Regions from separate parts of the Mus musculus genome. Here all the other regions are linked to region 2. Evidence: chromatin contacts called from public HiChIP or PLAC-seq data. All regions are on one chromosome and are shown on one strand. Each heading gives the region's core, a stretch centred on a gene start, on an enhancer-like site or on the middle of the called end of the contact. The rest is flanking DNA. Distances are from core to core; before and after follow the strand shown. Region 1 has its middle 20 kb from the start of Gm51556. Region 2 has its middle 13 kb from the start of Cibar2. Region 3 overlaps Gse1 (genetic suppressor element 1, coiled-coil protein). Region 4 holds the start of Gm51556 (a long non-coding RNA gene).

Region 1 (7,475 bases), core at 1,001-3,500, 320 kb after region 2:
TTGTGGTGAGGAGGAATAGGGGTGAGAGGGGGGACAAATGTAGACTGAATCCTTGTGGAGAAGTAGGGTGTAGATTGGGGCTTATGATGACAAAAGTTACAGGGCGGCAGGGGAGGGGGGATTCAGGTCAGCCAGAGCAGAACACAGGCCTGACAGGGAGAATCTCTTGTCCCCAAACCCAGTTAGCCGCAGAGACATCTGACACCCCATAATCCTTTGTGCTACACCTAACAAAGCTGGGGATTTATTTTATTTCATTTATTTTATGGTTTTTCGAGACAGGGTTTCTCTGCATAGCCCTGGCTGTCCTGGAACTCACTTTGTAGACGAGGCTGGCCTCGAACTCAGAAAACCGCCTGCCTCTGCCTCCTGAGTGCTGGGATTAAAGGTGTGCGTCACCACACCCGGCAAAGAGTTGGGAATTTTTGAGTACCTGCTGTATACCCCCATGGAGGCTGAGTCGCCCTCCGCCCACCCATGTGTCCATTACACAGGGGAGGGAGGGAGCCCCAGAGAGAGACCCAGGCACTGGCAGGACCTAAGCATAGGACAGAGGCTAAGGGTCACTGTTTCCCAGGAATAGTTCTGCACAGATGGTCAACCTCTGCCTGACTTGAGAACTAGATTTCTTCCTACCCGTAGCCAGAGGATTCAGGGAGAAGCCAAGGTTGATGAAGGCCAGAACTCAGGTTATTGACGCCTCTGGCTCCTTGCATCTCCAGTGGGGCTCTCCAGGCTGGTCTACAACACGTCAGCTGTTGCTAGTGGATTACTACCTGGGCTGACCTCCACCCTGCCTGTGAACAGGATGGTTTGGTGTTGTGCAGTCCGGGGGTGCTGCACAGAGTCTGGGGGTGCTGTGCTAGATCTAGGGGTAGTGGGTGGGGCCTGGATTCTGTGCGGGGTCTGGATGCTGTGCCTAGGTCTGGGCTGCTATGTTGGGTCTGCAGGTGCTGTGCTGGGTCTGAGGATGCTGTGCGGCATCTGGGCCCCAGGATGCTACAGCTGTGTGTCCACCTCTCTCGCGCTTTTCCTCAGCTCAGTAGCCTGGCAGTGGAGGCTGAGGCCTTTGTTCTCTAGAATCAGAGGCAGTGATGGGCCTATGGTTCTTGGTAAGGCTGCCTTCTCCCAGCCTGTCCCTGGTCAACAGGCTGCTGGGGTCGGTGGAGGCGTCTCTACCATGGAATCCTAGTCTCACCTGGGAAGTGGCCCCAGGGTCGCTGCTGGCTAGGCCTCTCCGGAGTTTTATGGCAAACAGATAGATGACAGATGGACAGCTTTGTTGCTTTAGTGCAGGATGGAAAGTTAGACCGTCTCCCCAGTGATAGGCTTCTCTGGAACCCATATGGACCGGTTTTTCTCTGGCCACACCCTTCGCTCCAGTGCGACAGGTGCGTGCGTGCATGGTCACTGTTACCAGCTTTCATCTGCAAAGAGCAGAGTCCAAGAAGGGCTGACTGCCTTGTGCATGGCAATCATAGAGGTGGGATTCAGACCTGGGCCTGCCCCTCCCTAAGCCTCAGGCCTCTTGGTCCACTAGGTGAAATGAATTCCCAACTCCGTCTCTCTCTAAGACGGAGCTGGGAATTCTCTGGGGACTCTCTCCTGCTCCGCTGTGCTAGCCATGATGTGACTGTGTGGTCCCCGCAGCCCCTGTACACACAGCTTCTTGCTCATTCAGACCTCCCCACATCCAGAGCCCCACACCCAACACTCTCACCCTTGTCCTTGTCACCCTGACCCATCATGTTCCTGTCCATGTTTTCTTGCAACACCTTGGAGCTCCTGAGACCAGGAGTGGGGTGTCTCCCAGCGGAGCAATAAACTCTCTCCAAAATGCTTCCAGCTCATGGGTTCTCCTCTGCTGCTTGTCTCCAGCGTGGTACAGGTGCCCGCACAGTGGCACACAGCGGGTGCGTGAACAGCAGGAGCCAATCAGTTGGATGATCAGCCTTTGGACATAGTGAGTACATTCCATAAGTCAGTTGGATGGAGGGAGTAAGTCAGTAGGGAAACCAAGGTTTAGGGTTCTACCTGTGTTGGGCATCCCTTCCCTGGACAGACAACTCTGTGAGAGAAATCCCAATAGCGTCAGCTTGGGGCCACGGCTTCAGGGTGCCACAGTGGGTAGGGCCAGGGCAAGGAAATAGTGAAGTCCTCTCTCGAAGAGCAGTCCACCAGAGGGCCCTCCCAGAGGGCGGGGCTTCTGCCCAGAGCAAGGAAAAGGCTCCGGGAGACGGACCCACCCACTTCTATTGAAGCCTAGCTGGGGCCAGCTCTGGGGTCCTGCCAGACACAGCAGTGCTTTGTATCCAGGCTCCTACTACAGCCACCAGGGTGGGGGCGCTTTGTATTGTAAATTTCCATGGAGAATTATGTCTTAATGTATGGTAATCCTCGGACCTGGGGGCTGTGCTGTCCTTACGCCTGTGGGAGTCTAGACCGCCCCTGGAGGAGGGCTGGAGAGCGCAAGTGACGTGTGGGGGTCAAAGGGGCGTGTCCTGGAGACCCAGGGATTCCCTGAGTTGAGCTTTGGGGACCCTCTGAAGCAGGTTGTCTGGCCTAGCTTCCTGCTTATTGGCCAGCCCTCCAAGGAACCTGACTCTGGTTTTAGACCAGAACTGGCCTTGGGGCTCTCTGCGTATCAGGTACTGGCTCCTGATCCTTCCGTGCTGGGAGAACACATGACTTCTTGGCTCAGCTTAGGCTCGGAGTGAGCGACGCTGTGCCCCTGCCCTATGGGGGAGCGGGGGTGGATGCTAGGGTGGGTGTCGGGGCTGTGGAGAGATCCAGTGATCCGGCGTTCAGTGGCTTTTTGCTCAGTCTCTAGAGAAAGGGGGACAGCCCGGGAGCTCCCCTGGGAAGAACAAGCCATGTGATCAGATGACAGGTACCAAGGCCCTGGGGCTGGGGCTTGGCTTCTGTCCCAAGCTGTGGATTTTCCTGCTCTTGAATGGTTCTTTGGATATTTATTGGAGTCAAGTTGCTGTAGGGGAGCAAAGAAGCAGAGGAGGCTGTGGGCTGGTCGGATAGTCCAATCTCCCAAGTTGAGCGACTGCTGCGGGTAGGATGCTGATAGGGTGAGTGAGCTCAGCAGGGGAAGAGCAGGCACTGGACATGGGAACCATGAGGAGAGGGGAGAAAGCCACAACTGCTACCACCGCAGAAAGGGAAGAGTACTTTGGGGCCCCTCCCCCTCCCCCTCCCCCTGGCGGTCTCCTGCAGTTTAACCTTGCTCTGCCTTCTGCCCCCTCTCCTCCCTCCTCCTCCTCCTCCCCTCTCTCTTCTTCCTCCTCTCTCCTGCCCCCCTCCTCTCCTTCCTGTCGTCCTCTTCCCCTTCCCTTCCCCCTGCCCTCTCCCCTTCCCTCTCCTTCCCCTTCCCTTCTCCCTGCCCTCTCCCCTTCCCTCTCCTTCCCCTCCCCCTCCCCCCTTTAGCCCCACCCCTGCCCCCTTCCCCTCCTTTCTGCCTCTCTCCCTCCTGGCTTATTCCCCTGCTTCCTATCTCCTTTTCCTTCTTCCTGCTCCCTCCTGTGCACTGCCCGCCCCCTCCCCCCACCCCCTTAAGTAGCATCTGTTTCAGAAGCCAGGAATTGGCCTCTACACACACTTTAGCCATCTTCCCCATCCCTCCCAGGAAGGCTGAATCCCCCGCTGCAGAAGTGAGGGGGCCTGGCAGGGTGTGTATGTGTGTAAGACACACACACCCCAGCATTCTGCACCAAGACTGCCTGCACCTTAGTCCTGGACTAACTGCCTCTAGGACTGAGGAGGGCACCCCTGCCATGTTCCCACAGGTACGTGGTGGCCTGTGCAGGAAGCCCTCCTGTTATCTTCTGGTCCCTCCCTGAAGGACCAGACCCATTGCTAGAGGGGCAGGCGATTTTTGGAGAAGGGGGTGGTGGTATTAGGTGATCAGACCCACGGCTAGCCAATGAGCTCAGCTCTGCCACCAAGCTGCCCTTTTGTTGTGTATTTTGAGATTGAGTCTCCCTGGAGTTTCCCAGATTGGCCTTTGAACCTACTATGGTCCTCTTGCTTCAGCCTCCCAAGCAGCCTGAGCCACCACAACCTCATACTTGGAGGGAGGGACCAGTGTGGGGGAGGTACCCTAAGTTCCTGAAACATAGGCAAGTTGACTGCCAGGAGATAGGGAGGCCAAATTGCCAAGCCGGGGAAGGTGGTGATAGATGCTAAGCTGAGACAGGATGAGAACTGTTCACCCCTAACAGGCCTGAGCCCCGTAGCAATGGTCGAGAAGGGCTGGAGAAGAGCTTCCCAGAGTGTGGAGAGATCCAGCAAGCCTTCCATGGGAGCTCCACCAGGCTGGGGAGGAGACAGGGGACAGGGGACTTGTTGCTCTTGGCTACATATTGAAGGACAGGCACCAGGGACACTGGTGCCTGGATCTTTCTGAGCCTAGGGCAAATGAGACTGATTTCTTGCCTAGTTCTCCTGCCTGCTTTTCATTACCTCGGCCTTCTAGAGCAGGAAGGATGGAGTCCTGCCCCCTCCCCAGCCGTCAGCCCCCAGAGAGGTGCCCAGCGTGTATAGAAACACAAGCCCCCTGGGCTGTGTTTCCCATAGGAAGGTGGGGCTGGCCTGGAACTCTGCATTTTCCAAGTCCCCAAGAGGATTATAGGAAGCAGATCCTGCAACATGGGCTGTCTAGGGTGGAGATGCCAGGCTTTCCCCGGGGGCCTCTGCTCTCACTCTAGCTGTGGCAGCAAGAGAGGCGAGAACACTCGGTGCCCCCCCACCCCCCAGCCAACAGGAGCCTGGTGTCATCTCACCTAGCGCTCTGAACCTGGCAAGTGTGTGCAGATGCATTTAGCACCCGTGCAGGCTTTGAAAACATTCCCCCTCTTCCCCAGGGTGGCAGCACCCCCTGATTAATGTGTCTCTGCAAGAAGGAGCTTGCCAGCATTCCACATGACCTTGGCTCCCAGCGCCTCTGCCTTCAGGGTGGGTCTCAGCTGCCGAGGTTGGCTGGGGTTCAGAGGTCAGGGAGACCCCCCCTAGCCTTTGAACAGCGAGTTCAGAGTCAGAGGTGGGGTTCTGGGATTCTCTTGGGGGCCCAGACAGTACCAGGAGGACCCAGGCTAAGGGCATTTCCCTGCGTAGCTGGCGTGTAGGGTAGTCTTTGCTCTCTCTGCACGGGTCTCTGCAGACTGACACCTGGGCCAGCGTACCCCAAGTCCAGGCCTCTGTGCTGATGGAAACAGAGTCTGTTCACAGTTCAGGGTATCTGGGACGGGGATGGCCTGTCTCACACCACACCCTTTTCTCTTAATGCCTTCTCCTTCCCTGGATCCCGTCTGCACAGCCAGCCCCACAGTTGGTCGACTGCTGCCTTGTCACTTAGCTGTTCTGAGCCAGCGACCGGGAGGCCCCGCAAACTGTGGCATTTGCTGAGCGTAAAAATTCAATTAATTCCAGAAGGCAGATTAAATATAAGTGAGTTTTAATAATTTGCTGTAAAGTCGGAGATTACTGTGGGCACGAAGAGAGGAACACACGTGTGTGTGCCTGAGCAGGCTGGCACAGCCCCAGGGACCCAGCTGGGGATAGGCTGGGGTAGCTTCCTGGAGCCTTGCTTCCCCCCACCTCGCCCCCAGAACACTGCCCTGTCCTCGAGGGGACCCCATCCTCTGAGATGCTTACCTGAATTCTCCAACTGAGATTTGGGAGGACAGCAGACCAAGAGTAGCCCAGCCTTCAGGAACTGAGACTGAGAGCCCTGTGTATCTCACTGTGAGCAGGACCCTGCTCCTCAGTGGCTTCCACCCCCAGACTCACCTCTCTCTGCCAGTGACTACTCAGTGTGTTCTTAGGTCAGGGTCTAGCATGCTTTTGCTTTTATACCTTTTTAATTTTAATTTTAATTTTCTTTCAATAATTTATTTATTTTTAATTCCCTTTACATCCCGATCGAGCCCCCACCTCTCCTCCCAGTCTCTCCCATTATCCCCTCCCCCCTCTTCTCAGAGAAGGGGAAGCCCCCTTGGGTATCACTCCCCCACGGGATGCCAAAGTCCCAGCAGGACCAGTTACATCATCTCCTGCTGAGGCCCAACCAGGAAGTCCAGGTAGGGGAAGGGAAGCCAACATCCAATGGCAGGTAAGAGAGTCAGAGACAGCCCCAGGCTGATCCACTTGAAGACCAAGCTGCACATCTGCTACAAACAGGGGGCCTTGCGCCAGCCAACTTTATTTTATTTTGAGACGGGGTCTCTCGTAGCTTAGGCTGGCCTTAGAAGTCACTGTGTGGCTGAGGATGACCTTGAACCCCTGATCCTCCTGACTTCCCCTCCCAAGTGCAGGGATTACAGGCTGTGCTGCTGTGCACTGTTGATTCCATGCTGGGATTGATCCTAGCCTAGGGCTTCATACAGGCTAGGTCAACCGAGCCACAGCCCCCAACCCAGTCGTAGCTTTTTAGAAAGTCATACACGAGAGAATGTAGGTGGCTGCTGACCAGAAGACCCTGGGCCTAAACACACACACACACACACACACACACACACACACACACACACAAGCGCTAATGTGAACTCGCACATGCAAACTCGTCCGCAGACACCCACCTTATCACACCCCTCCCTCCCTGATAGCCAAAACGCCAGCTATCTACCCCACCCCCACCCCCCAGCCTGTGCCGGGTCCCGAAGCCTCCAGAGCTCTTCTTTTGTCCACCTCCCAACTCAAAAAACAAAAGCTGAGACCTGGCCCCCCTCCTGGTAGAGCCATCAAAGTGAAGAAGCCTGACCCAGAAAAGGCAGTTGGTAGAGGGGTGTCTGGGGCCTCCTTGGCTTCCCTGGTGGCGGCTGGGGGGGAGGGGGCGTCGGAGGGAGCAACAGCTTTTATGTAGGGACAGTGATAACCCACTAAGTACAAACCACCATTTCAAAGCGGCTTCATCACCGCCACATCCCACTGCGATGTCTATAGATTCCTTTGTCACCTTCAATTGGCCCTAATTACGGAGCCAGAGGCTGCCCGATCAGCTTCACTCTTGTCATGAAATCCTGAGGGCACGCACGGGGACAGCGACACAGGCTTGCCAGCTGCACAGCCCGCAGACCGGCCTTGGGTCTTTGTGTGTGTCCCTGTGTGTGTACCCGTGCTCGCGTGTTTGGAGGCCTGTCCTCCCCTGTCCTGTGTGCTTTGGCTGGCTGGATCTCCTGGATTTAGGGGTGGGGGGGGCAGGGGGCGGGTTGGAGCCCCCCTCCCATACACACACACACACACACACCCCATAGGCCTCCCAGCTGAGAACTGGCTAGCGGGGCTGTGCATATGGTAAGCAGGCTGGGCTGCTGGCTAGGCAGCCCGAACACCTGCAAAGATGAAAGGCCCAGCCAAGCGCCGCACACCCGGGCCTTCCCTCCACGCCGCCTGTAATACCCTAATTATGCTGTGTTTGTTTCAGTAATTTACACTCTCTGGGTACTGGTCCATCAATAATGGATGTATTA
Region 2 (6,816 bases), core at 3,297-5,796:
CCAAGAAATTCCAAAAGAAACACCGCAGTGTCCAGCTTGGGAGAGGCGGAAGGGGACTTCCTCTCTGAGTGGCCTCTGAGGTCTCAGAGCCTGATGGGTGGGGGCCCTCTGGCAGCCAGAATGGGGGTGGGGGCTGGGGGGTGCAGAGACAGGAAATGGGGAGATTCTCAGGTCAAGTGTCTCAGGTTCACTGTCTTCCCCCGTGGGAGATCTTGCAGCCAGCTATAGTTTGCTTCTTGAGTGGGTAAACTGAGGCACCAAGATGCCCTCTCTATGTCCCGAATTACAGAGCAAACTTGCAGCACATCTGGACATCACAACTTCAGATGTAACACCCGGTAGCCTTAGCACACCAAAGGCTCATGAGACAGACAGACAGACAGACAGACAGACTGACAACAGGCTCAGGCAGGCAACATTTGTAAGTTACTCTGTTAGTCATATGCCATCCACAACAGCGCAGCTCGCCTGAAGGTCTGTGTACAATAGAACATGAGCTAAGAGAAGAATCCAGGCTGTGCTTGTGTGTGTGTGTGCGCGCGCGCGCGCACGCTCGCGCACGCACACAGGTGCACACAGAGGCCAGGGGAGGGTGTCACAGCCTTGGTGCTTCGGTTACAGGTAGTTGTGAGCTGCATAACAAAGGTGCTGGAAACCACACTTGGGTGCACTGAAGAGCAGGCTTCAGGCCAGACCTTCTTGGTATTATTATTGTTGTTGCGCGTGAGTGTGCATAGGCATGCACACACGGGGCACTTACACACTGGGTGTGTGCGACACAGCGGGAGTGTGGAGATCAGTAGGCAGTTTTGTGGGGCTCTCCTTTACCTACAGGTGGGTCTCAGGAATTGAACTCAGGTCACCGGAATTGCACAGCAAGCTCTTTACCCATTGAGCCTTCTTGCCAACCCTGGCCTCCGTCTTTAAGGACACTTCGTTCCAGAGCCAGACCTGGGAATGTTCCCAGAGGTCTCAGCTTCATGCACAGCCCATTCCCCACTGGATCCTAAATCCCACCAGACTGAGGTCCACAGGTGCCCAGATGCACCCCCTGGGCCCTGTCATCTGTGTTCTAAGCCCTCACTCTGGTTTCTGCGTGGTGTTTGGCTACATTGCTAATCCTAAGGACAGAGACCCCCAACCCCTGGCCAGGGGAGGGTCCCTGTCCTCTCCCTTGCTGGCTGAGGGACCTTGGTAGATTTTGGGTTTGATAGTATGATGAGTTCATAGGCAGCATTGTGAGCACAGCTGGGAGACGCTCCACAGCCCAGGCCCCTCTTTTACCTCCTTCCTGGAGTCCCTTCTCAGGGCTGAGACCAGTTCACAGGAACACAGGCCTATGGTCTTGCATGTGCTGTTCTGTGGCCTGAATGACCTTTCTCCCTGCCACTCTAGCCTGGCAGGCTCTTGGTTGTTATGCCTCAGTTTCCCCTCCCATCTGTCTACTCTGGACTTGTACTCGTCCAGGGATTTCCCAAGAAGCCAGCTCTTGAGATGCATAAGATAAGTTACAACATCCCCCACCCCCGTGGTCACCCTGGGAGCCCCCAAGGGACCAGGGACCCTCTACAAACCTCATCTGTTGCTGACTCCCCCAGGCCTGGGGCTTGGCACTTATGGAACCTTCATCAGGAATGGCAGAGGGAGGTGTGAGGAGGAAGTGTGCCCACCCCTCCGCTCCACCGCACAGTGCCAGCTCAGGACTGCTGGCCGCCGGGGAGGCCACAATCCCACTTGCTACTGAGTGAGAAGCCCAAGAGCGGTTCCCACAGCCCCACACACAGCGGACTGTGTGAACACCACTGGACACAGCCTCTTGGAATCAGGGACAATGCTTGGCCCATTGTCCCGAAGGACACCCCTGGGTCTCTGGGGGCCTGTGACCCTGCCCAGCCACCTGGCCCCGTGCCTGCAGGCAGCCTGCCCAGGGCGGCCACCTGGAGACTCCTTCCTTCCAGCTGTAGTCCTGGCTCCAGGGGTTCCTGCCACACCTTTCCTCTGACACCCCTCCAGGGCCGGGTCCCCACCCTGAGCCTCCACCCTGCCACAGGCTTGCTCCTGTACAACAGAAGGCAGTGCTGGGCAGGGGTGCCACTCACTGTTAGAGCAGGTAATCTTTTCCTTGGCAGCCACTAGGCTCCACCCATCAACCTGATGCCAAGAGTTACTGTTGCCATTTTAAGGATGGGGTAACTGAGACTCTGAGAGGTTAAGTGGCTTAGTTGACACCACTAAGTCCACAGTAAAGAGAGAATGGTGCCAGGCAGGGGTGGCACATGCCTTTCATCCCAGTACTTGGGAGGCAGAGGCAGGCAGATCTCTGAGAGTTCGAGGCCAACCTGGTCTACAGAATGAGTTCCAGGACAGCAAAAAACTATGCAGAGAGAAGCCCTTTTGAAAACATCAAAAGAGAGAAAGGGAGAGGAAGGGAGGAAAGGAGGGAAGGAAGAAAGGAGGGAGGGGGGAGAGTGAGAGGGGGGAGGGGGAGGGGAGGGGGGAGGGAGAATATATGGGAGTTCAGAACCCTGCAACCAGCAGGTCCCACTACCTCTGAGCCTCTTGAACCTGCATAGAGTGAGCAGTTGAGGTGTTCCTAACTCATGGTTCTGTTCCTCTTGGGGTGGTTGTGACCAGCTACAGCTGGATCAGAGATCTTAACACTGTCCTTAGAAGGAAGAAGCTGAGGGGCCCTCCCCTGGGGGAAGAGGCATGCATGTTGACCACCCACACCCTGGGACAGATGTCTGTGAACTTAGCACAGTTAGAGAGAAGGTGCAACTCAAGAGGCGAGAGGGTGGGGAGAGGCTGGAGACCATTGCTGGGCAAGGAGCATGAGGGGCAGCACCCGGGCTGTGGCTGCTGCCCTGGCGTCTTGACGGGCTGGTCACTAGGAGTCACTGGGTCAGGAGGAAAGAGCTGGCCGGGGGCCAGCCAGAACCCAGACTCTGCTCTGTCACTCTCAGAGCAACTCAGGGGAGAGGGGGCCACTAGGACTCTTGGTCTCCTCCTCTGTGAACAAAACAGCTTCTGGCCACATGAAGAACAAAATAAAAGAACATGACCGTTCCCAGGTACAGTGGAGGAGGAGGTTTAGTGTGAATAAAACAGAGAGCCCGGCCTGAGGCAGGGACATCTGGGAGAGTCCAGAGTGGACATGACCCTGTGAGGAGAAGACGGTGTGGGGAGAGGCAGGAGAGTTGAGGGGAGACACAGGTGCAGCGGCCACATGGACAAAAGGGGTAAAAGGGTCTGGTGACCAGAATAGCTGGGGACATAGGGAAGAGCCACTGGGGGAAGGGCAGCCCAGCCCAGTTCAGGGTAGGGGGCAGGATATGACAGCCATACCCTGTAACAGATAGGGACTGACGGATGCTGGGAGAACCTAGCCACCAGGTCCGCTCCAATGTGTTCAATAGACACCTCGGTTAGCCATTCGCCCGGCTTTGAGACCTAACATCGGCCCACAGGGCTGTCATGAGGGGCAGGCATCAGGAAGAACTCCAAGTGCTTCACGCTGCGGAGAAAGAGGGTGAAGACCCAGAAAGGCCTGCCAAGGGCGGAGGGCCAGCATCTCCACCTCCTCCAAGGCCCAACCTTGGCTTGGACCTGCTTCCTATTTGAACTTGCAGTGGGCCTGCTCTCCTGTGATCCCCCTTCCAGACCCTCCTACCCAGGGAATAGACCTCAGGCTGCAGGGCCCGCTGGGAAGGACCCCTCGTGGGCTCCTGTTGTGGCCTCCCGCAGGTGCTAGGATTTCACGGCTCTTGGTGCTCAGAGCCACTGGGTGGCCCTATGAGTCGCTCTCTCCATTCCAGTGGCTGGGCCATCTGAGCCACCTGTCCTGGTCAGCGGTATCAACCCAGTTAGCCCTAGTATTACTCTAGTATTACTAGGGCACCAGACAGGCAGAGAGGAGCCCGAAGAATAGTAGTCTCCAATTGCTCTTCCCAGGTCTGATCCACCTGGGTTCACCTAGGGAAAGAAGAAAAAAAATAAAAATAAAAAATCTCAGGGACGGACACTGATTGGTTCTGTTTGAGTCACATGTGCACCTCTGTACCAATCATAGTTGCTTAGAGAATGGGGACTGCAATTGGCTGGAGATGGGCCTTATGTTTTCCCTTGTTGCTAGGGCACAGGGGCAGAATATTAGCTGGTCAACTGCCCAGAAGCTGAGGGCAGTTGGGGTGCAGTACTTGGTCAAGAATGCCACCTCCAAGTAAAGAGCAGGATTTGGGGTGCTGCTGACTCCCCAAGTCCAATGCATAGCCTTGCAGAGTTGGAGGGAGGCCAGGCCAGGGGAAGGGGTCCTGCACTACTTCCAGGAGGGGGCGTAGACACTCTTGTGTACCCCCAGCCCTGTCACCAGAGCGCATGTTGCAGCCATCTGGCCAGCCTGCTGCTGGGGGTCCCCTCCCGGAGCCCTGCTGCTGACAGGAACCAGCGCCTTTTACAGCCGCCAGCGCATCTGGGAACGCTCTGGCCTCCGGGCTGGAGCCGAGTCCCAGCCACGCCGGGGAGCAGCCCCCACTCCGGCACCCACGTGACAGCCCGCTGGACGCCGGCCACCACCGTTGTGTAACCAGCCTTGTCCAGGAGAGAGGCGAGGCTGCGGGGCATGCCTCCAGCTGGGGCTGCCGCCAGGTCCCCAGCAGGCCTGGGGTGGCTGGGGACACCCGGGGCAAGGGCACTGCCCCCTCCTTTCTATGCTTTTCTTAGCCCCCCCCCCCCCAGTCTTCCTGCCTTTTCTCTCACACTGTTTCTTCTCTGGACCCATCTCTCTCCTTTCCCACCACTTCCCTCTTCTTCCTCTTCCTTTCCTCCCTCATTCTTAATTTTCCCCTCTCCAACTCCAGGAGCCCTCATTCCAGGGTCCCCATGGAGGTAGGGGCCTGAATACAATACAGGCCTCTCCAAAGACCCCATATCTACTTCGGAGGACAAGGACTGGGAAGTGGCTGTGACCCACCCCCAGCCCCCATCCCCAGCAACTCCACACCACATCACACACTCTCACGAGCCTTTTAAGGACAATACCAGCTCGGTGGCAGGCATCCAGCTTTGGTCCCAGACCTCTTTGGGGATAGGGATCATGGGCGTTTGCTGTCAGGGTAAAATGGGATAGAAGGGGTTTCCTAGGCCTCAAGCTGTGGGCTATAACAGCCCCTCCCTCCAGCTCCTGCCTGCGATTCACCATAGGGATCTGGGACTGGAGACTTCTGTCCACCCTATGGTTCTTCTGCCTATGGTTCCCTCCTCCATCCACTCGGCCCTGTAAGGAGCAGATCAGTGCTCCAGTCAGCAAGAAGGGCATGTACAAAGGCCCTGGGGCACAGAACAACTTGGTGGACTCATGGATCTAAAAAACCCTTCTGGCCTCAGTGAGGAGGCCCAAAGGGCATGGAAGGATGGTATCTGGGCATGGTGATGGGGAAGGGACTCTGTGGGCTGAAGCAGGAGCATGCCAAAGGTGCCTTTCTCATTGTCTACTGGGTCACATGGGACAGGCAGAGCAGAGCGCAGAGAAGGACTGTGGTTGCTGAGGCGGGAGGGGATGGTGCTGTGGGTGGACTTATGGGAGGAGAGATGAAAAATAGGGGAGAGAGGGTGCTCCCAGCAGGGCTGTGTGCAGCGATGTAACACCTCCAGGGACCTCGAAGACCGGGTTCCCTTGGCTCAAGTGAGGAGTTGCAGGGTAGGGCTGTGGTGTGACTAGAGTCTGAGGAGTGGAGGACTTTGGGGTCCCTGAAATTCTGGAAGGTATGAGTTCTGGCTGCTGGTACCAAGAACAGTGGGGGACACAGTCTGGAAAGAGGCTCTGTGTTATTAGACGCGTTCTCACGACCGGCCAGGAAAGACGCAACAAACCAGAATCTTCTGCGGCAAAGCTTTATTGCTTACATCTTCAGGAGCCAGAGTGCAAGCAGCAAGAGAGCAAGAAGCAAGAGAGAGAGAAAACGAAACCCCGTCCCTTTTTAAGGAGAATTCTCCTTCGCCTCGGACGTGTCACTCCCTGATTGGCTGCAGCCCATCGGCCGAGTTGACGTCACGGGGAAGGCAGAGCACAAGTAGTCATAAGATACCCTTGGCACATGCGCAGATTATTTGTTTACCACTTAGAACACAGCTGTCGGCGCCATCTTGTAACGGCGAATGTGGGGGCGGCTCCCAACATCTCCCCCTTTCCTTTTAATAAGAGCAAATAGGCCACCCATATTAATGAGAGTGGAGATAGAGGTCAAATCCCCAGTGTGTAGGTAAAGGAGCCATGTACAGGATTAGCTCTTAGGCTTACAGGCTTTTACCCAGAGCAACCCTGACCTGCTCCCGTGTCGTTTTGCCTGGGGGAAGGGAACTAGGACACTGAACCTTCATGAAAGATGACATGTCTCCCTAGAATAGGCTCATATATGCCGCAGAGCCTTTCCATTGCAGTGCTTAGCCGTGCAACTCTCTCGGGCTGCTGAAGCACACTCACTCTATCCCGTGCAATGAGTCTAGCCTCGTGAGATATAAGAGCTGAGTGGCCAGCGACCTATTGCCTAAGCATAGATAACCATATATCAGGGGAAGCTCCATGTTCTAGTCCTGCAAGCGCCTGGGCAATAACCACCTTGTCTCTCCTAGTTTGGGCCTTAAGCTTACAGACCAATCAAAGAAGCAACACTAATCCACAGCAAAGTGTATCTCCAAATAATATTAATCCCACCCATTTTTTAAAGAAAGAAAATGCTGAGGAGATCCAATTGGGTAATCCTTTGGTCAGGGACAGGTCCAAGCGCGTGGAGTTGACCTGAAGTCTCAATTCCCGAAGGA
Region 3 (7,543 bases), core at 2,825-5,324, 360 kb after region 2:
ACCCTAACCGCTCCAAAATCATAACCGGTTGTAAACACCGATGTCGCTTCAGAGTAGAAAACTCTATACCGCGGAACTGTTTCGTCCCTCAAATTATTAAAATTACCATGCAGGGCCGGGGTTATGGCTGAGAAATTGTTACTGATCTGGTATGTGGGAGGCCCTGGGGTCACTTCAGGCTTGGGACTGGAGAAACCATGCTTACTGCTCTCCGAGGGGGCAAAAGTAAAGTTCCCAAAACCCATGGTGGGGCCTCTCCTTGCCCCACCCCAGCCCCCAGGGTGAGTTAGGGAGCCAGTGCCCTCCCTATTCTGGCTGCCTCAGGCACCTGTGCATGTCCACACATATAAATAAACAGTAAGTACATTCACTTGAGGCCATGTGTCTTCCTGTGTAGAAAGCAGCTTTGGGTCTTGAATGTAGACCTGAGTTTCTTCCCCAGAACACCAAGGTAGCTTACCGTGACCGTGCAGCTATTCCAACTTTGAAAGGTCACTCCCCAAGCTGCTGTTCCCATGCATTTCAAGTCAGGATTATTGCAGCCTGCAGTGCCACAGAAAGGCATGGTGGGACGGGTGCCACCTGCTCCTCTGCTGGCTCTCACCTGCCCCCTGGGTGGAGATGTGGATGGGGGGAACTTGGTCCTGTGCTTAGCCAGCCTTGGCTATGAGGATTGTCTGCCCACAGGGGAGTCTGCGCTAGGCCGGCTCCCAGGGCCTTCGTTAGGTCTGCTGCAGTGTAGGGAGGGTCAAGTCTGGGTTGTACTCTGAGCCTGCTTGGCTAGAGGTTCCCAGTTGGAATCCTGCAGAATGTGGGTATGCTTGAGTTGCCAGGGTGACTTGGGTATAGGTGGTTGGTCACTCAGGGGCACCTAACACATGCACCCTGGAGACGGTGACATGTTTGCCCAGGTTTGTAGCTGTGTGTGGAGGAAGTTTTTCTCTGATGGAGGAGGCCATCATGGCCTAAGGGTCCCCCACCCCCACCCCCCGGTTGAGAATTTTATGGTGTCTGGGCTTGGCATGTTGGGTTTTGAAGGTGGTAGACCAGTCTGATATTGAGGCACGGTACTAGAGCTTTCTTTCCCTCAATCCCTGAGCGACTTTGTCCCCATGCATGGTACTAGGGAGGGGCATTAGTTAGGAGTGGCTGCTCAAAGTAACTTTGTTGCACAAGTCATTTTACATCCAAGCCCCAAGGACCCAGCTGCCACTTTAAACATCTGGGGGAGTGGAGCTTTGTGTGTAGGCAAGCAGGCTGTTCCTGCCATACATCCTAGTCCCCAAAGGGGTCTTTTTACATTTTTCTGTCACGTTCCTTTACTTGTGTGTACGTCACTGTGGGCATGTGAAAGTCGGGGGACAACCTGTAGGAAGTTGGGTCTCCTTCAGACCCAAACTGTTGGCCTTGGTGGTCAGGACCTTTTCTGCGGGCCCTGGGGACAAGCCACTTGCCTGCTTATACTCTGGGCCAAATCCTGAATCGGATTTGAGTGGCGGGCGAGTTCGCTACAATCTGAGAGGGACCCTCCTGGATGGGCCCTACTTCCTCTTGAGTCAGCAACGTGGAGCCTGAGAGTCCCAGCGGGACCCAGTGTTTCAGCTCCCGTGGACTGCGAGCACTGAGCAGGCTACTTGTGAGGCCAGAGCTGGGGAGCGTGGCCACCTGAGACCTAGAGGCCAGCACTGGGACCCCTGACTTGGGGATCGGTGGGTTTTGTAACTCAGCAGCTTGGAAGAATCTCAACCGAAATTCCATACTAAGGTGATCCTTCTGGGTCTCACTCAAACAACTTAAACGTGACTTTAGGCCAGAGACACTCAGCCCACTATGTCCTGCGCAGCCAGAAGAAACAGAGCGTGGTTGTCTCTTCTCCCACGCTTGGCACCTGGAACCTGAGGGTGACCCTCAAAAGTGGCCAGCCTGTGTTGGAGCTGTCACTGGCTGGGACCAAGGGGCTTGTATCAAACCGTGGTTTCCATTAGGGCAAGGCTAGAGGAAAACAGCCTGGCCTTGCTGTCCCCAGCCCTCCTTCCGGAATCTACCTGTGACCTCCTCCTATAGCACCTGCTGATAATGCTGGTATGTGGCTGGTGTGTGCCCTGGGGAGAGGTTTGTGTTGTAACACTTCTGTCCCCACTTCCCAAGTAGCCCCCTGGGTCTGCTGAGCCCCCAGCCAAAACAGGAAATGGGAGTGGAGGGCCTGTCTTGGTGGAGCCTGAGAATCCCTGGGGAACTGGGCGGCACATGTGCATTGCTGCCTTCCAGGTGACCACTCAGGGCCTGGCCTCGACCTGCTGGCCCCTGGCCTGCATCCCATGGAGACTCGGAGGCACGTAACCTCAGTCCTGGACAGCTTGAGTGTTTGTTTTTGGGGACTTGGGGAGGAGGCCAGCGGCCGGTGCTCAAAGGGCTCTTTGTGACCGATGAAGCCCAAAGGTGCCATGGGCCACTCGGGGCTCACTGGGGTGTACAGACACTGCTGCTGGGTGATGTTGCCTGCCTCTGTCATCCTGTCGTCCTCGGCCCTCCGTATCAGGCATGGTGACAGTGGTGCGCGGTGGGCTCCCCAGGAGCTGACTCAGTGGACATTACAGAGATGACAGACTCTGAGCCTAGATGAGGTGTGGCTCTTGCCAGCCTTGGTCACCCTCTGGGTAAAACACCCGAACCGGACTGGGTAATGGCAGAGTCTCTATGTCCGGGAGGCAGGTTGGGCCAGACTGAGCAGTCAGGCTGAGGCGAGGACACCCTGAGGTCCCTAGTCCCTGTCCCCGTCCCCAGTGTTAGTAAGCAGCTGACAAAGGAGCCCAGGGAAGGGAAGGATCTTGCCTGTCTCACCTGCCTGTCACTGTGGTTGGTGTGTGGGGTCTGCTGATGTGAAGGGTGCCATGCCTGTGTGTAACGTTATGGTTATAGAAGCCCTGTGCACACCTCTGGCTCCAAGCCAGTCCCACCTCCTGCTGCTGTCAGGATCACCATTGGGGATGGTGCCGGGCTCTGGACTGTCAACCCTCGGCGGTGCTGACCACTGGCTTCCCGACCTCAGGGACCCTTTCCTCCGGTGGGTTTTGCCGAGCTGGTGTGGGGTGGCTGTGTAGCCTCCTTCGTCTGCCCACGCCAGGCTTCTCACGAAGCGAAGCACAGCGCAGCAGCCACTTAGAATAATCGCGTCAAATGTCGCTGCCATCTGTTGCCAGGCTCCATCCCTGCTGCCGCCTGGGAACCTCTGAGACTCCTGCTCTGTTGCTTTGTACCTAGTCAGGTGACTTCCTAGGAGGCCTGTCTAACATCTACAGCCACAGAGCCTCATGGCTCTTTCCTCCTTTCCTCCCCTGCTCCCTCCCTCCCTCCGTCCTCCGCCATGCCTAAGTGAGTGCTTTACTGTTGAGCTCATCCTCAGCCGCCTTTTTACTATTTTTTTTATTTTATTTATTACTATATGTGAAGTACACTGTGGCTGTCTTCAGACACACCAGAAGAGGGCGGCAGATCTCATTACAGATGGTTGTGAGCCACCATGTGGTTGCTGGGATTTGAACTCTGGACCTCTGGAAGAGCAGTCAGCGCTCTTAACCGCTGAGCCATCTCTCCAGCCCCATGACTACTTGTTTTTAAGATGAGTTTTCACCAAGTCTAGGTCGGCATTAAACCCGTGGTACCCCTGCCTCTGCACCCTGAGTTCGGGCGCCATCCCTCACTGTTACCCCTTTCTTTGCACCTTTTCGATCCACCACGTGTGGGTCTCCTGTCAGTACTCCCATTTTTTTTTTTCAGAACACTGAGACAGCAGGGCCTTTGACAGCCTAGGGGTGGACAGTGAAAGGCTTGGAGTTACCAAAAGGTCCCCATTCTCTGCCCTCCCATGGCTGCAGGGAACCCCAGAGGCTGCTTATACATCCATGGCATTCATGCTGTGGGCAGCCCCTCCTGTCCTTGTCCACAGTGCAGAGGTGGGTAACCTCTCCCATCTCCCTCCCTCATTCTGCCTGGCTGCCTCATTCCTCCCCTGACCCACAGATCAGAGCCCCTGTCATACCCAGGCCACCCCCACTCGCCTGCTGCTTTCTCCGCTTTCACGGTCTTGGGTCAGGAGTCACCATCTGCTCTGCTCTGCTCTGCTCTCCCGCTCTGTCGCCTCGTGCAGGGGTTCCTGGGGGAACTGACCTTGGGAGCAGCGGCAGAGGGGCAGGATTTAGCGGCCTGCGGGGTACACTCACCGTTGAACATCAGCAGGCCTCCCTGCCCCCGCCCCGGAGAAGCTGCCTCACATGGGTGCGCTCAGAACAAGCCGGCGGCGGCGGCGGCACACATAATAATGAATTTATTATGAAGCCGTCCAGGCTCTGGGGATCACGTGGGCACCCCACACTACTGCAGCCGCCAGGTCCCTGCAGCAGGGTGACCCCAGCCTTGTTAGAGCTGCAAAAGCATCACCCTCTGGGGCGCGGGGATCACGGGGGTGGGGGTGGGGGCGTGGAGCCCGGGCCGACCCAGTCTCTGTCTGTTCACAAACATTTCAGTGTGCGGTAATGAAAAATGACGAAGGGGCAGATAGAGCATCCAGGTCCACACTGCCTGAGAGCCTTGCTCTGCTGGGCACAGCTTCCCTGGGTGTAATTACCCCAGGGTGAGGGGCTGCTGGCGGAGGAGGGAGGGACGGATTGGTGCTTGAACCGGGCCTTCAGAAAATTCATCTCAGCTATTAGCTGGTAATTACAGAGCAGAAGGAGCAAGCCTGAGGTCTGGTGCCGGGAGGAGCTGGGATGAAAGGGACGGTAATTACGGCCTCAACGGGAGGGAGGCTGGGCTGATTAATAACTCCTGATGTACTGCAGGAGGGAAGTGGCACTGAGACCCCCTCCACCCCATCCCCCACCCCGTGAACCCCTTCTGGGTCAACTGTGCAGGACCAGAGCGAGGTGAGTTGAGGAGTATCATCTGCCTGGTGCTCTGGGGTCTCCTTCCTTGGCACTGATGATATTCCTGGGCATGTTAGGACCCTAAGTGGGGGAATCGGGCAGGATGCACCAAGGCAGCCAGGCTGTCCCCAGCTATTTTGTGGAGATAGTAGCTTCTGACAGAAACCCGAGCTCTGGACTCTGGGTCTAGAGAGGGGAGAGCTGCGGCCGGCCAGCTTGAGAGTGAACGTTTGGTCGAGGCAGCAGGAAGGAGCCTGTGTAGAGTGCCCAAGAGTCCACTTAGATTTAGGCTGACTTTCTCACCGAGCTGCTCGCCTGGAGAACATGGACTGCATGGACTGCAGGCAGCCCCGGGCCTCATCCATCACAGGCCCTTGCTCCACAGAGCTTATTCCCAACTGTTTAGGATAATGAATTCGCAGGAGCCAGTCCTATAGATGACGACGGCTGGGAACAGAGAAGTTAATAAATACCCCCTAATGAGGACAGGGAGAGCAGGCATCCCGTGCCCACCTCTCTCCTTTCCGCTGCCCCCCCCCTGCCTGCCACACCTGAGCCTCTACGGACACCGGTACCTGCCTACTGAGGTGGTTTCTTCTCGGGATGCCAGGCACAGAATAGACACTATACCTAGTGGCCCTAGGCCCTGTGAGTGAAGAGGACTCTTCAGCTCCCCCCAAAATTTGGCAGTGTGTCCTCCTCTTTGGTACCCGGGGCCAGTTCCCCACCCCTCCCCCCACCAGCCCCATGTGCGCATGTGTGAGGAACAGTGCTAATTTTAGACTCCCCCTAATGAAGCCGCTCATTTGGAATTCTATTTTAAGGGAGCTGACATCAGAGCAGCTTCCCAGGCTGGGAACATACTGATATCTCCAGAACCTAGGCTTGGGGTCCCCCACCCCCAAGGGTAGGGGGCCAAGGGCAGCCATGCCCTGGGCATGAGACTGCTGGAGGCCCTAGGGGTGGATCGGTCCCCTGCTCTCTGACAGTTGGAGTCCTGTTTGGGCTACCCACAGGAGCATGGTGATAGCATGTGGTACAGGGAGGTCCTACCCATCACAAATCCTGTTATCTGCCATCCTGCCAAGTCTGGTGGGTCCAGCATATCCGCTTACACCCATTGGCATCTTGAAGTGCCCCCTCCCCAGTGGCACGGTCCTCTCCTCAGATTTGGGGGATGGGCCTACAGCTGTACCGCGAGCTGCTGCGGCTCCCAGCATCTCCATCTGCCATGCTGCCCACCTGGTGCAGGTGGTTGGGTGAGACACTGAACCTTCAACCCTCCCGCTGGATCTGAGGCAGCTTGCTTCACACAGGACATAGCTCTTCCCCCAGAGTGGTCCCGGCCCTGCTCCCAACCCACCCTTGTGCTGAGCCTACCCACTCATATCTGTGGAATGAGTCCAAGGACACCATCCCTTGTGATGGCTCCTGAGATGGCTTTGCACTGTCAGCGGCAGAGGCTGGGGGTCAAATATGTTGGCAGAGTGTTTCTTGGCTTCTGATGGGTTGAGGTGAACCACTCATTCCAGATTCTGTGCAATATGCAATATATTAAACTGCCCCAAGCTTGGTGTAGGGAGTAGAATAGCGTCTCCTAGTGCCTGGAGTCTCTGTGGGTCCACGACAGAAAAGGCTTAGCTGGTCTGGTCCAGCTCAGATTGCTGCTCCAGGGACTGGAAGGCAAGAAGGGGTTCCCACCCCCACCTCCCCAAGCTGAAAACAATGTATTTGTTGGAAGTGAGTTGTCAGAACCATTTACACACAGGCCTTTCTCTGTGTCTTGCAGGAATGAGTGACAAGACTTGGGGGACATGTTTTAAATCACCGGAGTCGTGTAGTTCTGAGTGATGAGGCGTAGCAGGGTTCAGGCTGAGTGCGGGGATGTGAGAACATTACCACTCAGCTGTGATAGCAGGCCAGCCTCGGCACACCTGGCCTCAGTTTCACCATCTGCACTCCTTGAGATCCAAGGATGACTGAGATGCTGGCCACAAAGAAGGGGGTGGTGTAGACAGTGCCTTAGTGGCTTGGCTATGTTCCGAACCTTCCTGATCCTGCGACCCTTTACTACAGTTCCTCATGCTGTGGTGACTTCCAGTCCTAAAGAGTCAAAGATATCGGGGCCCACAGGTTGAGAACCCCAGTAGCTTAGAGAGCCACCCTGATTGGATCTTAGGAGCTGTCCCCAGGATGTCATGGCTACCTGATCCCCATTACAAAGAGGGCCTGGTATGGACACAGGTCAGCCTCCAGGCTCAGCAGCCTGCTGCCCCCGGGACATGACCCATGCACCACAGGACCTGGCCACCACTGGAAGCCAGCCAGCCTGCTTGCTCTGGGCATCTTTGTAGCCCTTGCTGGTGTGCCCGGCCTCAGTGACCTCTTTCTTGCGCGCTTACTTTGGGGGCACCCACGTGGAGGAAGCGGGGGTGAGCGGAAGTGAGAGATTGTTCTGCGGTGCGGTCTCTGTGAAGGCGGGCCTCTTTCCCAGATGATGGGAAGCAGTACCAGGATGGTGCCTGGAAAAGCTGAAGGAGCGAGAGTGGGAGGTGGCTCCCGAAACCCTTTCCCTCTGAGGGAAAGACCAGTGCATCCAGGCTACAACGTGGTTTCAAAGG
Region 4 (7,575 bases), core at 555-3,054, 290 kb after region 2:
ATGTGTATGTGCTGTGTATATGTGTGTTGTGTGTGTGGTATATGTGGTATGTATATGTGTGTCTGTATGTCTGTGTGGTATGTGTATGTGGTGTGTGTGTGTGGTGTATGTGGTTTATGTGTGTGTATGTATGTATGTGTGCATGTGCTTGTGCATGTATGTGTACGTGGTATGTGTCTGGTGTGTGTGTATGTATATGTGTCTGTCTATGTGTGCATGTGCTTGTGCATGTGTGTGTATGTGGTGTGTGTGTGTGTGTGTGTGTGTGTGTGTATGTGTGTCTGGTATGTGTGTATGTGTGTCTGGTGTGTGTGTATATGTGTCTGTCTATGTATGTGTGCATGTGCTTGTATGTATGTGTATTTAGTAGAATCTCAATATATAGCCCTGGAAGATCTAGAACTTTCTGTGGTTCAGACCAGGCTGGCCTCACATGCAGGGTGCAGGGACCGTCCTGCCTCTGCCTCCTTGGTGCAGGAGTGAGAGCAGCCCAGCCGAGCTCCCTCCTTTCCAAGCCTTGCTGTCCGCAGCCAGACTGATGGTCCTTTTATCTTCAGCTTTAGCTTTAGTTTTCCAAGTGATAGGCTTACACATGTCCCACCTCACCTGGACCCTTCCGTGGGCCACCCAGCACTCAGGAAGGATCCCACCCACGCTTCACCATACCTGCTCAGCCTCATCTTCAGAACCACGTCACAGGCCCAGGTACCAGACCACATCTTTGGAAGACCACCGTTCAACCCACTGCACAGGGTAGGATAGCACAGGGCTTGGACTCTAGAATTCTTGTGAGATCCCAAAATGGGTAAAACACCTGGTCAGGACACAAGGAGTAGAAAGATGGAAGCCAATCCAGGCACAGATGTCAGGGCCAGCTGTGAGCTCAGGCCTTTCGCTTACAATCTGGGGTTTATCTCAGGGGTTTGTTTGTCACCTAAGCACCAGGGCCAGAGGGAGAAGCGGGTGTGGCTGCTCCCTTTGTGCCCTTGGGCAGTGGACCTCACAGTACTGGGCCTTAGCATGCAGCGTACAGAGTTACAAGACGTGTCTGTTTGGTGGGAGTAGGTAGGGAAGTCCTCCAAATGCTAACAAAGCCACTGAAAGGCAGGAGGATGGAGCCAAACACAGTGAGGTGCACCTGTCACTACTGCTGACATCGCCAGTGTTATATGGTCTTGGGAGTAATCCCAGATGTTTGTGGGGGCCCTGGGCTGGTTAGGTGCTGGAAGCACCCATACCCACTCTTTCCTGGCCCTGTAGGCTCTACTCATTTCTGGCATGAGGCTTCTTTGGGTACACCTCCTCGAGAAGGCAAGCTGGCTGCCTGGCCTAGGGGACCGCACATGCATGCTGGCATGCATGCATGCATGCACGATCCATCCCAATTTCCAGATGAGGAGACAGGGTACTCAGGGCTTAGGAATAGACCTCCAGGGCTCAAACTCCAGATCCGGCATCTGCTTCCCCATGCCTCACTTGGAGAATGGAAGAGCAGGGTGACAGGGATACTCCAAAGGATTCTGTGGGTTGTTTAAGAATGCTCAGAGCAGCGCCTGGCCCACACTGGGCATCTGCTGCCCGACTGCCCTGCCAGAGGGGACAGACAGGCATCTGGAGGATCCAGCATGTCCCAGGAGCCATGCAGACTTGGCCCTGCAGCCTCCACTCTTTTCTGGAGTCTGTGGCATGAGACTTCCTTGTGTGCAGCTCCTCAGGAAGGCAGGCTGGCTGCCTGGCCTGGGGGACCGCACATGATAGGCGATGGGTACAGCTGACAGAGAACCGCCTGCCTAAGCATGTGTACGGGGCTATTTTTATTGTGTTCAGCTGGCTGGCGCTGGCTGGGCTCTGCCTGAGCCCTGGCAAGGGTGGCCCTGCTGCAGGGAGTGTGGGGGCCTCTCTGTGTTGAAGGGGCAGCCAGTATGGCAGGCAGCATCTTCAGAGAGGAGACCTGCTGGTGTCATGCATCTCTGCAGGGCAGCCTGAAACCCCTACCTTCTTTTCTATGGGCGAATGGGGGTTGTCAACCCCTCTCCTCTCTAACCTTGGGTGGCTTTCACTGTGGTCTGTCTCTCTGGAGGTAAGAGGAAAGATGCCATGTGGTGTCCCGGCCTCCCAAAAGTCCCAGAGGAAGGATGGTTCCTGGGTGGTCCAGTTTCCTAATTGCTGCTGTTTCTCCATCAGAGACAGAGACAGAAACAGAGACAGAGGGAGAGGAGATACTGGCTCATCATGCTCTGGGGGAGGAGAGAGGTAATGACCACCTTTTTCTGGCGTAAAACATAGGAGGGCAACAGCCTAATACAAACACCCACAGCCAGCACTGGTGTGTCCGCATGGCTGTGGTGGGAGCGAGTGCTGGGCACATGTCCCAATAGGAAGGAGGCCACAGACATGCCTGGTAGAGGGCTGGCTCCCCATGGGGATATGAATGGCTGTAGTGATGGGGTCCACCCACCACAGCAAAGCCACAGGGGCCAGTGGGAAAGAGAAAGTGCAGCCAGATACCCTGTTCAGCCACATTAGGCAAACAACTCAACCATTCAGAGAGAGCCAGCACCCGCGCTGGCTGCTGCTGGGGGGTGGGGGTGGGGGTGGGCGGGACTTTGTGTTCTTAGATGTTTTGGCACCAGGTTTATTTGGGGGGGGGTCTGTGGGGTAACTACTCTTGCCCCTGTAGAATGGAGAGAGCTCCACCCTTCGGAGGTCCCTATCACCAGGAAACATTACTAACCTACTCTGAGCCTTGACTCAGGGGTGAAGGAACTGAGCTAGATCAGTAACATCATACAGCTAGTCTCCTTCCCCAGGGTGTGGCTCGGTGCAATTAGGACTTGGCCTGCACGGGCTTCGATAATTGGATGCAGGCATTGGGCTTCTTATTAGGAGAGAGAGAGGTTCTTCTTCGGGAGGCTCAATGATAGAGGGATGATAAGCAGCGCTGCCCCGCCATCAGGAGATCCTCTCTGCCTGCCCTTCCCACTCGTGGCCTCTTCACAAGCCAGGCCCAGGCCTCCCCTGCCTCAGTACGGGTCCCCAATAGTCCCCGAGTGGCTGGCACAGAAGCGAGGTAGTTTGGAATCCAGTCTGGACAGCCTTCTCCACAGGTGGCTTCAAGGATGCTCTTTTCAGGATGACTTCTCCTACTTTAGCAGGGGAAGGAAGGAGGGGTGCCCAGCCTATTGGGGGAGCATCCTCCCTCTGTACCCTGCCTGTGATTGGCCCATAATTACAGGTTTATTGCCTGTATAGCTATTGTGTAATGACATGTTTGCAAATTAATTTTTATGGCTCCTGCCATTAGCATATACAGTGGAGGAAGGTTTCGTATTAATTACTACTGTTGTTCCCGTAATCCCGGGGAATTAAAAACCAATAAAAGAGTGACAACACAAACTGATAGTTTAGGGTCTTTTAAAAATAGTTTTTATTCGTTTCCCTGAAGTACAGCTAGAGCTTGTGAGGGGTCGGGAAGTTGGGCGGGGGCTGGGAGTGGGGTATGTGTGTGAGCGGCGCCTGGTCCCTTCTCCTTCACCTAGCCCAAGAGTGCGGGCAGGTGATGGATGCTATGACCCTAGACCCCCGAGTCCGGCCTGTGTGTCCTCGCCTCGCAGGCAGCCCCGGAAACAAAGGGCGGCAGCCTAGGGCTTGACGCGACCTCTGGGGTCATGCGTAGCAGAGCGGCTAGAGGCCAGCAGCGGCGCCTTCCTGCTACTTGGGGCCCAGGCGCCCTCCACGGGATCGCGCTCGTCTGGTCTGCTGCAGAGGGGGGCGCAGCAAGGATCAGAAGGCTTGGCCCCCACCTCCCTCAAAGTGCCCTCTAGAGCTCTCCCCTAGAGGCCTGTAATCTGAGAGTGACCCGAATTCACCGGGTTTATTCGGATCTCAGGGCCACTGGTTGTGGACCCCTGATGGGTGAGGTTAGAGGGCCAGGGCAGCAACCCTAGCCAGGCGCGACAATGGCTCCTACTGTGCGTACCTGCGGACTAGGACCTGAGGATCTGGGGTCAAAAGGTGACCATTAGTGTCACAGAGTCACACAACCCCAGGTAGTCGCGCCACGGCGGTAGGGAGAGCTTCCATAAAAGGCCTTGAAAAACAAATGGTCGCATCTTGATACTTGCTTTGCCGCGTGCGTTTAGTAGTAGGGGCTGGTGTGTGGGTAAATGGACGCTGTCTCTTTAAAATCGCTGGGCTGGACAATGAGCGCACAGGATGTGGTTTGGCGGCAGGGTTTTTTCCCCTTCGATTTGGGGAATTATCACTTGGGGCCTTCTTGAGCTGGTGTGAACGCGCGGCGGCTGGGGAGGGGAGATACAGGCGCCACACTAACGCTCAGTGCAGTCGGTCGTTTGCTTAAACCAAATTAGCCGGGCTCTCGTTACTATGGTGCAGCCGGGGCTTGCAGAGTCCCAGTAATAGCATTTATTAGGTCTGTTTGCCTGGAAGCATGCCTTCCCGGATCTGATAATGCCCGGGTGCAGGAGAGTGTGGGAGATGGTATCAAGCATTTGATTACACTTGCAACAGGGATTTTTTAAGGGGTAGGGCGTGGGGGGAGGAAAGGAAAGAGAGAGGCCAACCGCCGGCCTTAGCTCTCCCGGGCGCGGTCTCCGCAGCCCGCTGCGGGCTGCACAAAGGGCGGCCCCGGCCTCCCCGGGGCACGGTCGCGGGGGGGAGGTCGTGCTCCGGGCTCCCGCAGCTGTCAGACGTGGGTGGGGAGGAGCGAGGGCGGGCCGACGGCCAGAGCGCGGAGTTGGGCAGCCAGAGGGGGCCCCGGCGGCGCCCGCAGTCGCCCACTGTTTGCAAACGGCCGGCTCCCGGGCCGAGGGGAGCACCCTGCAGTCGGAAGTGGGAGCATCCGCCTGGAGCCCTGGGCAGCGGGTCTGATCCGTAAGGCTCTGAGGCCGCGCACGGGCAGGTCGCAAGTGGAACTCTCGTCACCGCGGCGCGCAGCCGGGAGCTCCAGGAGGACGCGGCGCAGACGGAAGGAGCCGCCCGCCGCTGCGCCCCTTCCCTTTCGCTTTCATTAGGGGAGACAAATCTGCTGTCAGGCAGCCAGCTTTCCAATTTACCGATAATGATTCTTGCATGAAAATTGATCGAGGGGCTCTCCACCGCCGCGCGCTCTCGCCTCCCGCTCTCCTGCTCCTGCCGGCTGCGCCCCCGCGAGTTCCTCCTCCTCCTCCTCTCCCTCCTCCCCACCCCCTCCGTCTGAGTCAGTGGTGGGACGCCGGGCGGGGAGATAACCAAAAAGGGGGGGGTGCTGGTGGTGAGGGGGGGAGGGGAGCCTGCCCTCACCAGCGTCCCTAGCCCAAGACTTGTTTGTCGCCGCTGCCTCTCCCATTGACGAGGCGAAATCTGCCCCCTCGGTACTTCTTGGCTGTTTGGGTATTAATTTTCTCCACCCCCCAGCACCCCTGCCGAGCGCCCCCCTCCTCCTCTCCGCACCCCGCCCCTCCTCACCCAGTAGCTAAGGGGAAACGAAAACAAAGCCGATTTCTCCTTGGCAACCAGATGCCCCCTCCCGCCGCCCCCCTTCCTTTTCCCTTCTGGTTCTGAACGTGAAACCCTGTTGGAAACAGGTCTCTTGACCCTCGCCCTTGACATTCAAATGGCTGAATGGAGGCGAGATTGCTGTTCGCACGTCTTAGGGGGTGCTTTTTTTTCTCTCCCTTTTCCTCTCTCTCTCCTGTCTCTTTTTCTTTCCAATGAGTAATCCCTAAAGACCTTAACCCCCCAATTTCATCACCCTCACCGCCCCCCTTTATTTTTCTCTCTCCTCTTCTGCTCTCCCGCCCTCTTCCCTCCGCCAGCTCCCCCTCCTTTTTTTTTTTTTTTTTTTAATTTGCATCTCAAGTCCAAAAGGCAGAAAATACACACGCGGCGAAGACGCCGGGCCGCCGTGGAGGCTCCAGCCCTTCCTTGGTCAATTACCTCACTGTGGATCTGCTCCGGCCGAGGTGGCCGAACCTGCCCGGGCGCTGGACGGAAAGGCAGCCTTTGATCATCTCGGAGAAGGAAAAGGAAAAAACACAAACTGGTTTCTACCCACGGTGCTCCGGGGATCGCTCTTCTGCTTTTATTTTATTGTTTTGGACATTTTTGAGCGCCGTGGCTTGGACGCTGGTTTTGTTTCATTGCTGGGCTTGATTTTTTTTTTTTTTTCCCCTCATTTCCTTCTTCGTCCCTCTCTGGCCACTATGGAATTCTAACCTGAGCCATGTTCGGACTGAAGCCGCCTCTCTATTACTTACCAGGTAAGCGAGTCGTGCGCCAGGTCCTCGGGTCCCAAGACCAGGGCGCGTAGGGGCGCACAGGGGCGCGCTGCTCGGCTGCCCGCTCAGTGCGCGCTGCCGCGTGGGGCGCCCGGCCCGGTGCGCGTCTCGCTCCTTTTGTCTGCGCGGAGCCGGCGGCGCTGCGCCCCGGGCGGGATCGCGCGGGTGTGAAGTTACTTTCCCGCGGGCGGCGACCTGGGGGCCCCGGCCCCGCCGCCCCCTCCCGATTCCCTGGAAGGTTTTGTTGTGCGAGGCCGGGAGGGGCCGTGGCCGCAGTGCGCGCGGCTTCCTGTTTCCTGCGCCTCGGTGCGCGCTGACAGCCGCTGCCATGCAACTTTCAGTTTCGGGGGCCACCGCGGGAGAGATGGGGAGCCCCGCCACCCTTAAGATGCTTGCGCGCGGGCGCGAGGGAAGCTAGAGAGCCCGGAGCGAGCAGGCAGGCGTGGGAACCCGGCCCTCCTGGTGGCTTCCCCCTCGGGTACCCCCTCGGGTCCGACTGCACGTGACCGCAGGTCGAGAGGGCTGAGCTGCGTGTGGCCGCTTCTTCTAAGAATGCTGGGTTTTTTTAATCTTCTTTTTTTTTTCTCTAAGCCCTGGCACACAGTTTCTATTGAAGTTGAGGCGTCTGTGGGGTGCAGAAATGTTGGGGTGCTGAAGGAGCAGAGGGGCGGCCTTCGTGCATGACATGGTCTGCTCTTTTCTGCAGATGATTTGGGAATAGTTTTGCTAGGAAACGTAGGAAACGTGCACGTGGCTGGGTGTTGGGTTAACATTGCCTCCCCCCGTCCCCACTTGTGTGTTGTGTGGATCCTGTGGCTCTTGCCAGATCTCCACCAACCTGGAGTCCAGAGAAGGAGATGTGGGCCAAGAACCTGCCTGGGCAGGACTCAGCTACAGGGAGCTGGCCCTAGTCGTCCTGACCTAGGGCACACGTTGTAACTGAGTTAATGTAGCAGAGATGAAAGGTCGCAAGGAAAAGCGGGTGGAGGAGGCAGTTCCGACTGCAGGACGGCTGTAGGTGGCTCTGGGCGTTCCTTTGCGGATGCTTCTATGTCCAGCCCTACCTGGTGGCAAGCCTGTTCTGTTCCTGGGGTGTCCAGTCCTTGCTGTTGTTTATATTGAGACAGGGTCTCACGATTTAGCTCTGGCTGGCCTGGAACACGTAGATTCCCCTGCCTCAGCCTCACCTCCACCAAAGTGCCGGATGAAAGGTGTGTGTGCCACAGGGTCTGGCCCCAGGCTGTTTTTATTGGAAGATTTTCTCCACGCACCTCCCTCTCTTCCAGGGCCTGAAATA

Evidence for each region. HiChIP or PLAC-seq counts read pairs in DNA pulled down with a chosen protein or histone mark.
Region 1: a contact with region 2 is called in an H3K4me3 HiChIP or PLAC-seq map of craniofacial prominence, with 3 times the contacts expected there. The contact joins two enhancer-like sites. A contact is called at or near these places in 6 of 39 promoter capture datasets (the 3T3-L1 cell line, frontonasal cranial neural crest, hippocampal neurons and 2 more), 3 of 484 Hi-C or Micro-C datasets (granulosa cells, liver and neural progenitor cells) and 6 of 115 datasets of contacts at active chromatin or transcription factors (craniofacial prominence, embryonic basal ganglia, embryonic limb bud and 3 more).
Region 3: an H3K4me3 HiChIP or PLAC-seq map of forebrain shows a contact between it and region 2, with 4 times the contacts expected there. The contact joins two enhancer-like sites. A contact is called at or near these places in 3 of 39 promoter capture datasets (frontonasal cranial neural crest, hippocampal neurons and liver), 1 of 15 datasets of contacts at CTCF or cohesin (the NIH/3T3 cell line), 2 of 484 Hi-C or Micro-C datasets (liver and reprogramming fibroblasts), 8 of 115 datasets of contacts at active chromatin or transcription factors (the NIH/3T3 cell line, craniofacial prominence, embryonic basal ganglia and 5 more) and 2 of 9 other capture datasets (embryonic stem cells and pancreatic islet).
Region 4: a contact with region 2 is called in an H3K4me3 HiChIP or PLAC-seq map of forebrain, with 3 times the contacts expected there. The contact joins two enhancer-like sites. A contact is called at or near these places in 3 of 484 Hi-C or Micro-C datasets (the N1E-115 cell line, liver and mammary gland) and 12 of 115 datasets of contacts at active chromatin or transcription factors (bone marrow-derived macrophages, cardiomyocytes, craniofacial prominence and 9 more).

Annotation. Positions count from the first base shown.
Region 1 is chr8:120,507,016-120,514,490 of GRCm38.p6, forward strand. It overlaps a transcript of Gse1 not described here. Among named protein-coding and RNA genes, the nearest start is that of Gm51556, 20 kb to the left of the region's middle. Within about 2 kb of position 2,251, at least 60 of the 459 cell types and tissues checked have an H3K27ac peak or open chromatin away from gene starts, as enhancers often do. A contact at or near this core is called in craniofacial prominence, embryonic basal ganglia and embryonic limb bud, where this site is marked.
Region 2 is chr8:120,186,770-120,193,585 of GRCm38.p6, forward strand. No RefSeq gene overlaps it. Among named protein-coding and RNA genes, the nearest start is that of Cibar2, 13 kb to the left of the region's middle. Within about 2 kb of position 4,547, at least 159 of the 459 cell types and tissues checked have an H3K27ac peak or open chromatin away from gene starts, as enhancers often do. A contact at or near this core is called in the N1E-115 cell line, craniofacial prominence, embryonic basal ganglia and 5 more, where this site is marked.
Region 3 is chr8:120,545,442-120,552,984 of GRCm38.p6, forward strand. All of the region lies in intron 1 of Gse1 (genetic suppressor element 1, coiled-coil protein), which reads left to right. Among named protein-coding and RNA genes, the nearest start is that of Mir7687, 11 kb to the left of the region's middle. Within about 2 kb of position 4,075, at least 81 of the 459 cell types and tissues checked have an H3K27ac peak or open chromatin away from gene starts, as enhancers often do. A contact at or near this core is called in embryonic basal ganglia, embryonic forebrain, forebrain and 2 more, where this site is marked.
Region 4 is chr8:120,482,892-120,490,466 of GRCm38.p6, forward strand. Gm51556 (a long non-coding RNA gene) reads right to left here and starts at 7,562. Exons shown (of 2, transcript XR_003947480.1): 1 at 6,258-7,562; 2 at 4,386-6,011. It also overlaps a transcript of Gse1 not described here. Within about 2 kb of position 1,805, at least 38 of the 459 cell types and tissues checked have an H3K27ac peak or open chromatin away from gene starts, as enhancers often do. A contact at or near this core is called in the N1E-115 cell line and forebrain, where this site is marked.